Regions from separate parts of the Salmo salar genome. Here region 1 is linked to region 2. Evidence: chromatin contacts called from public Hi-C data. All regions are on one chromosome and are shown on one strand. The core of a region is the stretch at or near the end of the contact, and the rest is flanking DNA. Distances in the headings are between cores, read along the strand shown. Region 1 holds the start of LOC106561613 (transmembrane protein 263). Region 2 holds the start of LOC106561609 (cryptochrome-2-like).

What was found. Hi-C and Micro-C count contacts between places; a contact is called where the count stands out from the background.
Region 1: a Hi-C map of muscle shows a contact between it and region 2, with 6 times the contacts expected there. The contact joins the promoter of LOC106561613 here to the promoter of LOC106561609 in region 2. A contact is called at or near these places in 2 of 3 Hi-C or Micro-C datasets (gill and muscle).

Annotation. Positions count from the first base shown.
Region 1 is chrssa10:114,531,616-114,534,315 of Ssal_v3.1, reverse strand. It overlaps LOC106561613 (transmembrane protein 263), which reads left to right and starts at 1,310. Exons shown (of 3, transcript XM_014125733.2): 1 at 1,310-1,520; 2 at 2,245-2,353. The coding sequence starts at 1,515.
Region 2 is chrssa10:114,333,023-114,335,833 of Ssal_v3.1, reverse strand. It overlaps LOC106561609 (cryptochrome-2-like), which reads left to right and starts at 1,546. Exons shown (of 11, transcript XM_014125728.2): 1 at 1,546-1,864. The coding sequence starts at 1,707.

The DNA of each region.
Region 1 (2,700 bases), core at 61-2,560, 200 kb before region 2:
CTAATATATGGGACTCTCAATCAAAGGCAGATAGACAACACCTGCCTTCAACTGAGAGTCCCAACCCCAATAAACCAAACATAGAAACAGACATACTAGACTAAACATAGAATACCTGAAAACCAAACAGTGCCCAAAAACCCCAGAATACTTAAACCAAATGCCCCTTCAACAAAACACACCACCCCGAACCACATAAAACGAATACCCTCTGCCACGTCCTGACCAAACTACAATACTAATTAACCTTTATACTGGCCAGGACGTGACAACCCAATTCTGATATATTGCCCAATTATTAACAAAATAGCTGATCTGATTGGCCAAAATACCAATTAGTTGGAAAAAGAATTAGGGTGCCTTTGTAAACGCAGCCATGGGGTTACAGAGGTCTAGGCCTACCTTAGGGTGGCTTCCACTGGGAAGTGGAAAGTCATAAGTCCGACATGAATGTGTTGAGGTGCCTTGGAACAATTCATCTTGCTAAAATTGCTAATAATAAAGTTAGCTAGTTTGCTTAACATTGAAATATGGTCAAATAAATTAACTACATTCTCCATATTGATAAGGTTATAATTGTCAAACATGTATTTGTTGTCATCTTTTGGTTTAAAAGGTTAAAGGTCAGTGGTGAAACGTAGTGCTTTCAAGACAACTAGGGAACTCTGGAAAAAAATGTGGTCAAATCATGACGTCAGTGATTTTCAGGTCTGAAAGTCAGAGCTCTAAGAAAGTGTTGGAAAGGTGGCATCCTATGACGATGCCACGTTGAAAGTCACTGCACTCTTCAGTACAGGCCATTCTACTGCCAGTGTTTACCTATGGAGAGTGCATGGCTGTGTGCTCGATTTTATACACCTGTCAGCAGTGGGTGTGGCTGAAATAACCAAATCCACTAATTTGAAGGGGTGTCCACATACTTTTGGTGATATAGTGTATAGGCCAGTAGGCATTTTGCCTTTTGTGCTTGAGAGGAGTATTGCTATATAAAATTTGGCCAAGTAAGCCTACGTTAACATTCGTTTTTCAAGTATTTAACAACTATCAATTTTCGCCATTTCTTAATTGTGTAAATAACCTACATCTCTGGATCTAGTCTTCTCTATCACCTTCACTGTAAATAGATACCACCTATATTGCACCTCATACGATTCCTCATTTATTTTTATTTATTTGTCTTTTCTATAGTCAGTCACCTAAAAGTGCCTAAAGCTGAACCAATATGCTGCTGCGGCTCCTCATTGAATCATTTGACTCGATGCTATCCCCTTCCGACTGAAAATCACCATTACAGCAGGTTACAGAAGAATTCCGTAAACATCCCAAGCGTCACTTCCGGTTACATTTTTGACAGCAAAACACTGCACATTTTAGCTAAACGAAACTCTGATCCTCGTTATATGTTTATTTTAACACATTTTGTGTTTCATGCTCCACATTTATTAGCCAATTTTACTTGTGTGGCGGAATTGACAGTGTTCAGAAAGAGATCAGTCTTCTGCTTCCAGTAAAAGATGAAAGTGAGTATATGGGGGGATTTTGTTTTTGTTGTAATCGTACCGTTAGCTACGCTTTTGAAATGCACGTCTTTGGTAGCAATCTCACATTTTCGCATTCAAGAAAAAGAAAATGTGTTTTTATTGCAATTGTATGACAGACGTTTCAGGTAGTGTACAATGCTGGTGTCATACAGGAAAATGAACACCGTGAACATCACTCGAGTTCCTCCCCCTTAATAGCCAGCCCACTGTGATGCTCTTTCAGTGAAAACAAGTTATTGTTTGTTTGCTACGTATGTAGCGACCTCACCTGCTGCAGAACATGTTGCTGATTACTTTGTGTTCGTGTGTTACAGACACGTGATACACAGCAGCCACTTTGACATGATACTGTAACAGTATTGCTGCTGTCTCTATTGTCGGGCCAATTATGAGTGTGTCAATGTAATAGGATTATGATCACAGTTTATATTCTATGATTCTCAATTCTCTAGATCAAACATAACGTTTTCATTTTAAGCTTTAAATTTTTTTTACTTTCTTTATTCTCAATGTATTTATTTGATCCCTGCACAATTGATCAACATAGGCATACTACATGAGATTATTATTATGTTATCATGAATGATGTCCTCATTTAAACTACGAAATGCAACTACCTATATGAGATATAATAGCCCAATATGATATTATTTATTCAGTTAGGCCTATGTGGATGCAGTTCTCACACTGACTTGTCATGTAGGTTCCTGATGAAAATGAGGTGGTGGAGGAAGCCAGTAGCAGTTCAACATCAGTAGACAACTCCAACAACGAGGAGATTCCTCCTTATCTACGTGAAGAACCTCCTGAAGGTACGATCATGCTCTCTAATCAATCAGATATATCGGAATTTCGATTCAAACTAACTACTGAAAAGGGCTTTAACATTGAAACATGTCTTTTTTTGTGTTTGTGTCTGATGAGTCCATTGCAATGAACATTAATCAACATGGGATATAATTTATATCCAACGTTCTTTGATGTGGATGTCTTGGTTTCCTTGCACCATGCTCTTATAGAAATATAGATTACATAAATTTAATGTCCACTCAGAAACCACTGTAACAGCAGTTTGTATTTGCTCTGAGAGGGCGTGCATCCGTCGTTCAGAAATAGTCAAGTCATTCGCCTCATGATCGTGTCTGATGATGCAGTATAT
Region 2 (2,811 bases), core at 297-2,796:
TGAATTGAGAGAACATATCAACAAGCTGTTCTCTTCCATAACTTGGATACACACACCACCTGGTGGTTAAAGCATCTCACACCTGAAATCAAAATACTGTATTTGTAAATGTCTCCATCATACTCTCTCTTGATGTGATCTGAATAATAACTCAAAATTGTATTTTCTCAATTTGGTCATAGATGAGGGTGGTTATTTTGTGGGGTTCCATTCTCCACAAGATTGCATACTTTGTGCCATATAAGAGGACAGACTGATATGAAAAAATAATATTTTCCCCAAGGCTGAAAAGAAAACTCCCATTAGTTTGTGAGGTCAAAAATAAGAAAGGAATGCACTAGTATATCGGAGATTAAATCTTACTGTATTGAAACGTTCTGTAATTAATAAAACTCACCACTAGAAGGTAGTATTGACTTCATATTGAAAACTTTTGTGCTGCGTTCATGCAGGACAGGTTCAGACTATCCACTAGGTTCAGGCCGCCCTTCTCTGGTTCAGTTCATTTTTGGTCTATGCATAGATCACTAAGCAGACGCATGAATCGTAACCTTTAAGAGTACATCGGTGGATACCTTCATTTGCTTCCATTGCTTATTGTTCATCTGCAACGTTACCACAGGATTGTGATCAATTGACGAAATACGAGTACTGTAAATAGTTTTCATAATAACTGGTCCAAGAGCAGCTAGATGTTGGCTTACATATGAGACATGAGACAGGGGGCGTTGATCCTAAATTAGTTTTAGGGAAAACAGTCAATCAATCTACTAACTACATTACAGCATAGCTTCCACTCAAATATTTTGTATAACTAACCCTTCTTGTTATAACCACAGATTATCTATTATATTGATCAGATAGATACTCAAGTGACCGCTCTAACGATGGAAATAAATGTCTTAAAAAATGTAAGGCAGTCGGAGGCAAGATCTGGTGGGACCATTCTAGCCAATTAGAGGCCTTTTCGAGTGTGAACAACAGGCACAAGTCCAATATAAAGTAGCTTTTTCAAAGTTGCCGGGATGTCACGTGTCCTACTTATATCAGTACAAACGTAACAAGGCATTCTATTGAACTAATAAGCCATCATTGTTTTTGTTAACCAAATTCGACACGCTCATTGACCTCTATACAAAAACTCATCGCTTTGTGAGCGGAAAAAAAACCGCCACCTGCTGGAGCAGACAGATTTTGGGCCCAGTATACTCGGTCGCTTCACCTCTTCCTCTATCTTATATTCAATTCAAATGGGCTTTATTGCCATGGGAAACATGTGTTAACATTGCCAAAGCAAGTGAAATAAACTAAAGTAATGACACCAACAACAACAAAAAACATCAACAAAAAACAATTATTATTGAACATTTTTAACTAACGATCCTTCTATCTGTGTTCCGCGCATTGAGCTTTAATAAGAACGGTTCCACTTTCAGAAAACGTGGCGTTCTGATATAACACGTGCGAAGCAACCAATTGACGCTGAGCTAAACGGTCACTCTCTGACCAATGGGGGAAGAGAGAAGACGAAAGTGGTTACGTAGTAGTGCTTTGGATCCGTCCGCTCCACATTTCTTCCTGTTGTTGACAGGACTCCAACTTGGAAGACTCAATGCGTGTCTGTTACATCGTAAAATGAAGACATTTTAGGATTTATCTTAATTCAATTTGTTATTTTTGGTATTATTATGGACTAGCTTGGAATCATGGTTGTGAATTCAGTGCATTGGTTTCGTAAGGGATTGCGGTTACACGATAATCCGGCTTTACAGGAAGCTCTAAATGGCGCGGACACTGTGCGATGTGTTTATATATTGGATCCGTGGTTTGCTGGTTCCGCCAACGTCGGCATCAACAGATGGAGGTTAGTGTCAATGCACATATTACTAAAACGACTAAGTATAACTTTATGAAATAATAGCTGTATAAAGTACAGCGGTCTAAGGCACTGCATCTCAGTGCAAGAGGCGTCACTACAGTCCCTGGTTCGATTCCAGACTGTCTCACATCCGGCCGTGATTGGGAGTCCCATTGGGCGGTGCACAGTTGTCCAGATTTAGCCGGGGTAGGCGGTCATTGTAAATAAGAATGTGTGGAAGTAAACACACTGACTCTAACTAGCTAGTTTTTAGCTAGTGGAAAAGCGAAGTACATCTGCATCAAGTACTGAAAATGCTGGCAAGACATCGGGCATAGTCTTGCTCCGCATCACAAAAATAATCACGATACAAATTAGCAACTTCTTCAGTAGTTTACTACTTGTACTGCAAAACGCACAAATTGAAGAAGAAAAAAATCCAACACTGCCACGCACCGCAACCTAGTCCAGCAGATGAGTTGCAGCGCGCATAAGAACAATCTAAAGGCCCGAACTAGAGTCCAGCCAATGACTTAAGTAGTTTAACATGTTATTCCTCCAACCTCGTGGAAGTGACAAACTGACACATTTTCATGTTTTTTCTTCAAAAACAACTTTATATTGAAGGTGTCCTTTTTGATTTCAAATCAAATGTTATTGGTCACATACACATGGTTGTGAAATGCTTGTGCTTTTGATGATCGTTAGACCCGACGACGTGTTCCTACGCGTGAGTTTATTTAGCCAACATCGTCTACAAGTGTGATCGGGGATTTCTGCTGGAGAAGCGGTTTTAGCCTGTCTTCGTACTGTCTTTGACTGGATGGAGAACATAGGGAGGGTTTCACAGCACGAAAGTTTTAGAGCCTAGTCTCTAGTCAGAAATCGCATTTATTTTGGGAGATGGCAAAATATGACCTTCATTCAAGACAGGAGAAACGCATTATTTCAGT